Linked DNA regions of Mus musculus: regions 1, 2 and 3 are each linked to region 4. Evidence: chromatin contacts called from public Hi-C, HiChIP or PLAC-seq and promoter capture Hi-C data. All regions are on one chromosome and are shown on one strand. The core of a region is the stretch at or near the end of the contact, and the rest is flanking DNA. Distances in the headings are between cores, read along the strand shown. Region 1 holds the start of Ubp1 (upstream binding protein 1). Region 2 holds the start of Pdcd6ip (programmed cell death 6 interacting protein). Region 3 holds the start of Wdr6 (WD repeat domain 6). Region 4 holds the start of Ccrl2 (chemokine (C-C motif) receptor-like 2).

Region 1 (2,700 bases), core at 173-2,672, 2.9 Mb after region 4:
CCTGACCTTAGATGTTGGCAAATGTTAGCTTTCAGAGGCTGTGCTTCTACATATGTGTGAGTACTCTAGTGCATAAACTGATTAAAGAGACAAATGATAGCACAATTACACTTGTCCCAAGAATCAGAGAATTACTCCCCCTTCCCCCGTTATTTCCAACAGTTAATAATAAACCTGTCAAATGAACGTTGCTGGACCCACATCCGAATCCTTTGGAAACAATATTATGTGAAAAAAGCAATAATCGAGGGCCGGCTTGGAGGGAGCAGTTCTTCTCAAAGCTTGTTAGGGATACCCAGACACAGACTTCCATGAAGCAGTAAAAGGGAGCACTTGGGCATAGATAGGAAGTCTCTATGCTTAGTGTATTCTTTGTCTTTTGCTGCGGGTATCTGTGTGTGTGTGTGTGGTTTTTGTTTGTTTGTTTGTTTGTTTGTTTGTTTTGTCTTCGTGCTACCTGAACCATAACCTCCCGGGTTTGTTTGTTGTCTTTTGTTTTAGAAAAACACTAGTTTTCTTCACGTTAACTCTCACAGCAATTTGCATGGTTTGTGTTAGCGCACATGATTAAGGAATAACGAGGGTGTCACACACTCTTGTGCTATGTGCGTCACCAGATCTTCTGGGCTCTGCAAATTTGCTTTGTTTTGTTTTGAGACAAGCCCTTGTATATAACCTTGATTCAGCCGGAGCTCGCCAAGTAGACCAAGCTGACCTCGAACTCAGACCAGCATGCTTCTGCCTCCGGATTAAAGTTGAGTTGAGAGGGGCGGGGACCTTTTAGGGAGGGCTGACTGGCTTATTCTCCTGCCAATCAAGATCTTCTGCACAACAGACCTAGCTTACATCAGACGAGATGTACCCGCTTTTCTCTGGAGCGGGGGCAAAAGCCGACGAAAGGGTATTTCCCAGAACCGACGGAAGTAGGACCTGGAACCACTTCCTCCAGTGCGGGCCAATGAGCTCTTACTTATGGCAGTCAATTTAGTCCCGGAGGGGAAGAGCGTTTTGATTGGTGGCTCAGCCGGGAACGCAGAGGCTCACGGGAATCCATTCCGGCCGCTTCGCCGTGACTGCCCAGAAGACCTGTCAGTCAGCCGAGCGTAACCGGTCACACCTCTTCCGCCGCCAGGCCGCGACACCGCGGGGGCCGGGCAGCGCCGCTCGGCCCAGGCGCTAGTGCCGCCGCGAGGCGCGGGGCCGCGAGGGGCGGGCCTGGGAGGGGAGCGGCCGCAGGGGCGGGGCCGGAGGAGGAGGCGGAAGCGGCGAGCGAGCCCAAGCCGGAGCCGCATCGAAGCTGCGTCCGGGCCGGCGGAGCGGCGGCGGCGGGGTTGGCCGGGGCGAAGGGGCGCTGGAGCCTGGGCGGGCGGGCAGAGGGCTGGGGGGGGGGGGGCGCGGCCCGGGAGCGGGTGACGGGCGTGCCGGGGGGATGCGCGCTGGGGCTGTGGGGCGGGGCGGGCGGCGGCCGCGGGAGCGGCGCCGGGGGCGGGCGGCGGCATGAGGCGCGGGGCCGGCGGCCGCGGGAGGGCGGCGCGGCTCGCGGCCCGGTCGCTCCCGCCGCAGCTGCTGGCCCGCACGCTGTGCCCTGACAGCTGGGCCTCGGCCGCTCTCGTCTCAGCCGCGTCCCGCGCCGCCGCAGGTGACCACTCGCCGCGCCGCCGGAGGCTTCACCCGCGTCCTCCCTCAGGACGCGCCCGCGGAGCTCGGGCGCCTTCGCCCCGGACCCGGAGGCCGCGCTGCGCGGGGCGGCGGCGAGGCCGGAAGATGGCCTGGGTGCTCAGTATGGACGAGGTGATCGAGTCCGGGCTGGTGCACGACTTCGACTCCAGCCTGTCCGGCATCGGGCAGGAGCTGGGCGCCGGCGCCTACAGCATGAGGTAAGGGGCGCGCGGCTGCCTCCGCCGGGCGGGGCCTGGGCCGCGGGGTCGGGGTCCTGCCGCGTGGCGCCGTGGCCTGGGAGGCCGACGGGGGCGGCTAGCGGCGGAGGACCCCGTCGCTTCTGCCTGGGGAAGCCGCGCTAGCCGTTGAGATTGGGTCAGAGGGGCAGGGACTTTCTTTCCAAGTGATTTACGAGTCCTTTTAGCTGGAGTAGGCTGTACAAAAGGCACTGTTTCTAATGGGAAAACTGTAGCTTTTCCTACGGTGCCTGGTAGCGTGGCCTGCGACTTTCAGCCGCTTGACATTCTGATAGTAAGTTATATTGTGAGTGAAAGTAGCCCTGAGGGTTGGCGAGCGCAGTGACTTGCTTGTATAGTCTCCTGATTGAGAGTGAAGTTGGGCCCTTGCTAGGTTTCTTCATTCTCAAAGTGACTCCCCTCAGGCTGTTTCCTTTTGCAGAGGGCTTTAAGATTGTGCCACACACAATAGTTTAGTCACTGCTGTCTGCACCAGCAGCTGTTCCTTTTTGTGTAATTGGGAGAGGCGGAAACAGATAGGAGCCAAGTGTGTCTGCCCCTTACTTATCCCGAAAGAGTTGAAGAGTTCTTGGTGGCTCGGCAGCCCTTTGTTTCGATGTTGGAATATGGCTTGTGTAGGGTATGGTTTACCCAAGGAGGTAAAAAACGGAGTGGTTTTTGAAACGTGTGAATTAAGTGTAGTACTTAGTTTTCAGCAGTATGGTTGGTTGTGTAAAGTGTGCGATGTGGGCTCCCTGGGGCTCTCCTACCTTTCCTGCCGCCCAGGGGAGGTCAGAAGCATTGT
Region 2 (2,721 bases), core at 196-2,695, 2.7 Mb after region 4:
GAGAACCACTGCCTTAGAGGCACGGATGATACAATGTGCATCAAGCACTTGAGACAGCCGCTGGATACACAGGCCACATATACCACCCGCAGACAAGCACTGTGTGACTAACCCCAGCACTCGCAGACGTTCCTTACAGTTTTACAAAACTCGGGCACTTTAAAGCAAATCCACTCTAAAACTCTCGTGAGAGAACTGTTTGAAATCTGGCTCCTCACTCTGTCAACAGATAAAGTCTACTCAGTGCTGGGAGCCATTCTAACTACGGTAAGGGCTGCTAGTGGCCATCTGGCAACACATGCAGGAAACATCACGGGAGCAAGATGATGCCAAAACTAAGGGGTGTCTCTGGACAGCTCTGTTCCCACCCTAATCCACCAGCGTCCCTTGCATGAAACAAGATCATATTACCAGAAATTGGATCATAAGGTATCACGGAAATGTTATCATTATCAAGTACCTGGGTTGTCACCAATTGCAAAAAGGACCAGGGTATTCCATACGTGCATACGCCCGTGTCAAAAGATTTTTAAGTAACCAGTCTCAGCGGTCTACTATGTCATTCAAGTTTTCTTTCAAACGACTGTAGCTCCTAACTTTTACAACTGTCAGTCTGTCACTTGATTATTGGAACATGAGATGACTTACTTCAAGTGAACAATATAATAAGTCACCGACATTTGGTTTAGTGTCCAAATTCTCTCCCTTCCCTTTCGTAACTATTATTAGGAAATCTAGACGTGGTCCAATAAAGTCACAAACAGGGATTGTAAAAGGGAGACTCCAGTTGTAACACCCAAAAAGTGAAAACCGGTCAAACGGCTGTAACCAGAGAGATCATTACACGGCAGACGTCCTCCCAGGTAAGGAGCCTCGGTGACAGAAGGCACTCGGAAGGGAGGACAGGGTTATGAGTCCTCTCACCAGGAAAGAATGCTGACCACACCTACGCTGCTGGCCTGAGTCAGAGTGGAGGCCAGGCGCGGGGGAGAGGAAAAGGCTATGAAGGGAGGAGGAAGCGAGGCTGGGGAGGGGAGCGGGGACAGGAAGGGAGGCTGGGAGGGAGCCCCGCCGCCCGGGCCCACCTCAGCAACGTCTCCAGGGCGCCCTCATGCTTGTCCAGCGGGCGACCGAGCGCCGAGCGCCGCAGTTTGCTGAGCTCCTCGGCCGCACGGCAGTACTGGGCCTGCTCCTCGCCGCCGCTCGGGTACGTCTGCTGGATGAACTTCACCAGCGGCTTGGCCAGGTCCACCTCCGAGGTCTTCTTCAGCTGCACCCAGATGAACGACGCCATGGTGAGCGCCCGGCCGCCGCGTCGGGCCGCACAGACGGAGGGACAGCGACCACGGCCTAGGCGCGCTCGGCACCGGCAGCGGAGGAGCGGACCGACGGGCCGACGGACTGGGCCGCCAGCGCTTCGAGCTGGCCACTTCCGGGAGCCCCCGCGCAGGCGCAGTCGGAGGGGCGCGCCGCTCGGTCACGTGATGGTGCCACCAAAGCGTCGCTCACCTGGGCTCGCCTGTGCGGCGCCTGCGTGGTGGGATCAGGCGGTAGCCTACTGCGATGATTAAATTTTCAAAAAGATTCTTTTGGTTATTTTGGTTTGGTTTGGTTGTTTTGTTCGAGACTGGGTTTCTCTGTGTAGCCCTGGCTATCTTGGAACTGACTTGTAGTCCAAGCCGGCCTCGAACTCGCGGAGATCTTCCTGCCTATGCCTCCCCAATGCTGGGATTAAAGGCATACGCCACTACCACCCGGCTCAAGAAGATTTTAAATTCTCCTTAGATTCTGCTCTATTTTTCTTTTTAAAATATTTTTAATTGATTGTATTTTTCCTTTTTTATTACAAAAATTAATTTTATAGGTCAATATATTCTGCCCGGTGGTGAAATGCTCCTTTGTTATGCTTTCTCCTATGAGACCAGACCCTGGGGAGTATTGTGATGTGCGGTTGAAGGTCCATTGTGTGTGCAGCCTTACCCCCACCCCCACCCCCCAGGGCAAAAGTAGAAAAAGTCCCTGCCTTCGTGCAGTCTTCCAGGTAAGGACACAGTCGGTAGTAAGGTACGTAAAAAGAGATCTCTTAGAAGAACATAGCATAAGCAAGATAATTTAAGAAACATCCTCCCAGAAGATGAATTTAAAAGAATACTCGCAATTTGACATTAAAAGAGAGCACGGGTGGAGAGACTTAAGTGGGAAGAGGCCCCAGACCTAAAGCACGAGTATCCCATATCCAGAACTTAAAAGGGAAGTAGAGACTAGAATGAAAGGAAGTTGAAGAGTGACACCACAAATCATTATGAAACTTGTAGTCAGTGTCTAGAATCTATTTAGTACAATCAGTCGTACTTAAGCAATTTTTTTTATATTTTTTACAAAGGCCTCCCTGGGTAACTGGGGAAATAGATTAGCAGTTAAAGACTGTTTGCTGCTCTGCCTGAGTGAGAGGCCGACCTGGGTTCCCAGTAGCCTCTTTAGGAACACACTCAACACCTGTAACTCAAGGCGACCCATCACCCTCTTGGGGCCTCCTCTGGGGCCAGCCCTCACGCGCACATACATAGAATGTTTCTTGAAGGCCTCCCAGAAGACAAGTCTGGTATTTTTACTGTTTATTTTTATTATGGTTTATTTATTGGGGAGTACTCAGAGGTCAGAGGTCAACTTCTGGAATCAGTCCCTTCTACCACGTGGGTCTCAGGGGTGGAACTCAGGTGG
Region 3 (2,815 bases), core at 17-2,516, 2.5 Mb before region 4:
CTTCCCGGGGAATCTCTTACACCCCCATACATGTGTATAGAACCCACAGACGTTTTCTAGAATGGGACTCTCAGCTCCCTTTTGGTCATCTTGCAGCCGTTTGTTTCCCACGATCTCCTCCTCCTCGGACTCGTCAGGATTCCTCATTACCTTACTCCTCTCTTAATGTCTCTTTCTTCAAAATTCTACGGATTTCATTTCCTGAAGTTTGCCGGTCCCACCTCCAGAGAGTTTAGCTCACTGGAGCAACCCAATGTTTGCACTTGCACACACACGCACGCACACGCACACACACACATCAACTCTAGAATATACCCTCACCACAAGACAAACACGCAGCCCTGCTGAGGCTAATAATGGCTGACCCAAGGCCTAATTGTCAGTGCCAAGGGTCCTTGTAAAACCCAACACCACCATCACCAAAGGATGGCTTCGCATCAGGCCCTACTGCTTCCAGGACACTTGGCACCTCAGAGCCATCTCAGACCTTTACCACCAGACACTGAGACATGTGATTACTAACCCAGTTGGCTCAGACCCCCCAGTTGGTTCTCCAGAGGAACCTAAGCCCCAGCCTCTCTGGATACTGCTCTACTCAGAAAGCAATTTTTTGGCCCCCTCATCTTTGGGGGCGGAGCTTCAACCCTCTCCAGAAGCCACACTCCCGCCACACCCCCTGAGGCTGCCCTTTTTTTTTTTTTCTTCCTCTCCAGGGGTTTTGATCATTTGCGTTCACCTGAGGGTGCAACGTCCCTCCCCCAACATGGAACGACTGCGTCCCCCACACCTTCAAGCGTCTCTGTCCACCCTTTCCAAGCTGGCTGCAATTTATGAAGAGCTGCCACTGTCTCTCGAGCCCCGCCCTCCTCCGCCGGCCTGTGTTTCCCGCCACCTCCGAACCTGCCTTATTCCCCCCACTCCCACCCCTCGCCAGTCCCCAGCCCGCTGCCCATCCTCCTCCCCAGGGCATCCCTTTGTCCGGTGCGACCACCCAGGGAGAGGCTAGTTCTTCGCCCGCTAGCACGACTAGAGCCGACCAAGCCTCACCCGCCAGCAGCCTGTCCCCAACACACTCCAGACCCGTAACCGGGAGGAGTATGAGCTCGGAAGTCGCCCGCGGCCAGACATAGTCCCCGAAAGCGTCCATGACGTTCCTGGAGCTGCTGTGGCTGCCACGGACAAGAAGAGAGCTGCGTTCTCGCGAGAACCAGCCGTCTGGAGAGCCGCGCTGCAGAGCTCCGAAGCCCTTAGCTACAGGTAGCAAAGCCCTGGCGCTGGGCTGCGGACGTCCAATGACGACCCTGTCCCCCACGCGATCCCGCTCCTGATTGGCCGGATCAGAGTCACCCCCCCACACACACACACATGAGACTAGCCGGGAGGGGCGGTGGGCCTCCCCTCCCCCAAGCGGGCGCTTAGCTCGCCGGCCCCTGGCTGGAAGCCCTGTAGTTTTATTTAACGGAGCAGCATGGAGGCTGTACACCAATAAATAACGTGAATGTAGGAACTGCGCCTTTGATCGCGGCTGCAGGCAGGGAGGGCTAGGGCAAGAGGTCGGCCAGAACTTCAGTCTGCAGTAGGACAGAGGACCTGCAGGGTCTTTGACGTTGGGCAGCGGGTGATTCGCATCAGGGCCTTGCGTCAGAGCTCCACACGGGCATCACTGTAGGCTCGGTCCAAGGCCCACTCGGGTTGTGAGTCCATGCCACCTTCCCGAGCCAGACGAGCCATCTCCTGCTGGAACAAGGCTTGCCGTGCCCGGCTAGGGTCCACATTGATCCAGTTGTTAGCGATCCACTTGGTGCCGCGGGTGACCAGGCAGCCCCCATGCAACGAGTAGTCGTCCACTTCACCCACCCAGCCTGGGGTAAGAAGGTGACATGAACAAAGGACAAGTTAGGGAGGGGAAAACCCTAGATTGGCTCAGCCTGAGCTGTGCACACATCTAATCCCCATGGAAGGACTTGGCGTCTCACCCACTAAGGCATGGTCAACATACTGGCCCTTAAAATTAACCAAGCTTCCTTGCTTCTGAGCTTGGCTATAGCTCTTCCCAGCCTGGGTTGTGGAGAGAAGTTTCCCTGCCCCAGACAGCAGGAAGGCTGGTGCGCAAGGACGGTGGGCGGAGATAACCGAAGATACTGTACTAGTGCTACTGTGCTTTGAAATCCCTGGCTATGGAAGACAGGAACAGTCCTCCAGGAGAGCAGGAGGGAGAGATGAGTTCCCTCAGAGAAGCCCAAGACCTGGCCATGAGTAAAGCCCTCACCTTGCCCATCAGGAAGGTAGTTGTACCAAAAGACTGCAGTTCCTTGCTGGGGCTTGACACGAAGGTTGCCCTTGTCACAGTGCCTTCGAGTGTCCCGGAGATCGACATCATCCTGAATCAGACTCTGTAGGCAACAAGGTGAGGCTGTTTGTGGACTGCCTGCCATTGCAGGACCAGGCAGCCAAGGTTGGCTGGAGGGAAAACAGGCAGATGTGCCCTCGTCCCAGCTCTGGAAGGGTGTGTACACACTTGCCCAAGGCCCTACCAGCCCAAGAGTAATAACAGCTCACTGGCCCTTACCATTTCATCATAGGTCCTGTTGTCTGCCACAGGGAAGACGGTCTCACCCCCACCGGTGACATTGTTCAAATAAAACAGCACTGTCATGTAGCTGTAAGGCAGGGGGAGGCTGCTGAGTAGATCCCCAACATTCCCACTTGTGGGCAGGATACCCAGGGCCCACAGGGTCAGGCTAGGATAGCTAAGACATCTCCAGCCCTCTTCCCCACAGAGTCACTCTCCTTGTGTGGCCAAGATCGCAGGTGC
Region 4 (2,700 bases), core at 106-2,605:
GGAAGCAGGAAACACAGGTTTGAAAGTGCCAGGTTTAGGAAGTAGATGTTCCCCAGATTCTTGAGTCCTTTGTATTTCACCAAGATAAACACCGCCAGCACGTTGTCCAAGAGACCCACCGCAAACACCGCGCAGCAGAACTGCAGCACCTGCTGGGGGGAGAGGAACTCGGGGGCCGGAACTTGGTCCGGCCCACTGTTGTCCAGGTAGTCGTCTAAGATTAGGACATCATATTCATCGTCCGGGGCCACTGTGTAGTTATCCATCGGAGGCTGTCCTGTGGGGAAACCAGAGGTCATGATTCCCCTCCATCCGACAGCCAAAGACTGAAAGTAACTATGCCCCCACCCCCCACCCCAGCGTGGGCGGCCGTACTCAAATCTCCTCATTAAGCACCCAGGGACCACGCTGCTAATGTGACAGAAACTGCCTGGTACAGAAAGAGTCAGGGACGTTAAAGCCACTTAAGTTCTTTGGTTGAAACGAGACTCTACGTGGGAGATAGGATCTAAGAAAACAAAGAGTTAAAAACAACCAGAGACTGGCTTAAGCTTCAGAAGTTGGTGCCCGCCTACTTCCCAGATGTTTAAAACAGTTTCTTACCTTGCTCACCGGACAAAACAGCGTCGTTTGAGGCAGGTTGCTTGATATTTTTTCTCTCAAGGGATATAAACAGATGTTTGCAAAAGTGAAACTGCGCTGGTCAAGCACGAGGACAAGCTGGCGAGATAAAGATAACCGTTTGACTGAGTTCCCAAGGGTGGGGAAGGGTGCAGCCCCATGATCTACCATCCAGGGGGCTGTGGGAACAGTGGGGTCAGAGAAACACCACTTCCTTCTGAACAGACTGGTCATGACCCGGAGAAGCCAGAGAAGGCACTGTTTATTCCTCTGAGGCTCTCCCGTCCAGACACAGCTTTCACGGGCCAGCTGGAATCAAGTTCTGAAAGCCTCTCTCAGGAGCTTCTGTCAGCCGCAGAGAAATTGAGAAGTTGTTTTCATCTCTCCCTCTCCCGGTATCCCAAGTTTGACTTCTCTGTACCTCTTAGCCAGCTGTCCTCCAGGCTGCCTCGGATAAGGACACTAACCCACGCCTGCTTCCAGTGATAATCAGAGTGTGATGTCAGAAGCCGAGACGCACCACCCCACCCCCTGGCTTCTGACATAAGTTCCCTGAGTAGATAACAGTTTCCAGAGTACAAACGTGTCCATACTCACCAGAGAACATGGAAGCAAGTGGTATCAGTCGGGAAGGAGGTTGGGGACAGAGCTGGACAGAAAAGGAGCGCTGCTAAATGCAAGTCTGGTGTGAGCATTCCTACGTCAGAAAGCAAAGAGTGTTGCAAGCAGCTGGAAGGAAGCAGTTGATGCTGGGACACTTGATGTAGCTGACCCCGCTCAGGGGAAGCCCCGGGGGAAAGTCCTGTGTGAGGACGTGTGGGACACGGTCAGGTGGACTGTGAGGAGGGGAGACTTGGTTTCCAATGGAGAATGGGGATGAAGAAAGGAATTGGACAGTTGCCTGGTCTTGGAGTGGAAGGGAGTGGGCGGGAGGAGAAGGATGCTGGTTAAAGATGGGTATTTCAAGAAGAAGAAGAAGAACTTCAAAGAGTTGGGGGGGAGGGGCGGGAAGCATGTGTAAACTGCCCTCAGGCCCACGACTCTGTGTAGCTATGGCTGACCTAATCTGGGGACTAGGTGATGTCTGTGATTTAGGCACATCCTTTGCATTATCAGCATGTGAAACGGAAAGTGTAACTATAAAAACAGAAATAGGTAATGAAGAGACCAATAAGAAAACAGAAAGAAAAGAGCCCAGATAAACATGAGTGAACATTAAGCCCCGAGCATCCTGGAAGCTAGGACAGAAAATGAAACTCACCCTGGAGCAGGGAGAACCCAGAACGGAGGCACTTCCTAATAAGGTCTCTCCTCCCCCAGTAGGGGGTATCTATGCATGAGTGGGAATCTCCAGGTCCCAGGATGCCCTGTCTACCCGTGGACATGGCTACAGTCCAGGGTCCCCTGAGCTGTCAGCCTCCTGAGATCTCTCCCTTCTGCAGCTAGATGTCCCGGAGCCACACCATGACACCTGGCCTGTGAGTAAGGGAAGTGGTTCATAGTTCAGTCCTAGACAGGAGGCAGACTCACAAGCATTCACAGTGCTCATTAGATGCGTAAGGGGTGGAGGTGGTAGTCGGTCCCCTATATGCTTTCTGTGCTTTGTGTTACACCCTGATGGTAAACTAAAATCTCTCCAGGAAAAGGACAGGTCTGTAAATTCAAGATCGCTCCGACTTCTCTCGTCGTGTGGCCCTAACTTCCAGTATTGCTTGATTTTGGTCTGATTCCCAGCATTTGCCTGTCCACATTCAGGCCATAGGATTATTTTTTTTCCAAATTAGCATACAAAAGAAAGTATTTCATTATGGCATATTCATGCATATGTGCCACTATTCGTTGTTCTTATTCATCCCTAACCCTTTCCCTGCCCCTTCTTGTTGGTCATCTTTCTACCCCATGACTGTTTCTCCTTCTGCTTTCATGTCACATGTATCCCATCATAACTTTTCTCTTGTTCTTTGCCTAAGATCCCTTCCTCCCCCATCATGGCCTCCTTTCTCATCTTATCAGTCTCTCTCTCTCTCTCTCTCTCTCTCTCTCTCCCTCTCTCTCTGAGACACACACATATATACTCAC

The links. Promoter capture Hi-C pulls out the DNA fragments that hold promoters and counts their contacts. A called contact is a pair of places that touch in the nucleus more often than the background predicts. HiChIP or PLAC-seq counts read pairs in DNA pulled down with a chosen protein or histone mark.
Region 1: a Hi-C map of B cells shows a contact between it and region 4, with 7 read pairs. The contact joins the promoter of Ubp1 here to the promoter of Ccrl2 in region 4. A contact is called at or near these places in 2 of 39 promoter capture datasets (cranial neural crest and pre-B cells), 1 of 484 Hi-C or Micro-C datasets (B cells) and 2 of 115 datasets of contacts at active chromatin or transcription factors (bone marrow-derived dendritic cells and large pre-B cells).
Region 2: a contact with region 4 is called in a promoter capture Hi-C map of hippocampal neurons, with 4 times the contacts expected there. The contact joins the promoter of Pdcd6ip here to the promoter of Ccrl2 in region 4. A contact is called at or near these places in 3 of 39 promoter capture datasets (cranial neural crest, hippocampal neurons and pre-B cells) and 1 of 115 datasets of contacts at active chromatin or transcription factors (bone marrow-derived dendritic cells).
Region 3: a contact with region 4 is called in an H3K27ac HiChIP or PLAC-seq map of bone marrow-derived dendritic cells, with 6 times the contacts expected there. The contact joins the promoter of Wdr6 here to the promoter of Ccrl2 in region 4.

Annotation. Positions count from the first base shown.
Region 1 is chr9:113,929,890-113,932,589 of GRCm38.p6, forward strand. It overlaps Ubp1 (upstream binding protein 1), which reads left to right and starts at 1,423. Exons shown (of 16, transcript NM_001372510.1): 1 at 1,423-1,877. The coding sequence starts at 1,765. It overlaps Gm39439 (a long non-coding RNA gene), which reads right to left and starts at 1,037. Exons shown (of 4, transcript XR_003948257.1): 1 at 838-1,037.
Region 2 is chr9:113,706,814-113,709,534 of GRCm38.p6, forward strand. Pdcd6ip (programmed cell death 6 interacting protein) reads right to left here and starts at 1,446. Exons shown (of 18, transcript NM_011052.2): 1 at 1,086-1,446. The coding sequence starts at 1,294.
Region 3 is chr9:108,577,447-108,580,261 of GRCm38.p6, forward strand. It overlaps Wdr6 (WD repeat domain 6), which reads right to left and starts at 1,267. Exons shown (of 6, transcript NM_031392.3): 1 at 1,048-1,267. The coding sequence starts at 1,147. It overlaps P4htm (prolyl 4-hydroxylase, transmembrane (endoplasmic reticulum)), which reads right to left. Exons shown (of 9, transcript NM_028944.4): 7 at 2,570-2,660; 8 at 2,270-2,393; 9 at 1,416-1,862. The coding sequence ends at 1,642.
Region 4 is chr9:111,056,163-111,058,862 of GRCm38.p6, forward strand. Ccrl2 (chemokine (C-C motif) receptor-like 2) reads right to left here and starts at 1,356. Exons shown (of 3, transcript NM_001302376.1): 1 at 1,219-1,356; 2 at 604-720; 3 at 1-277. The coding sequence starts at 266.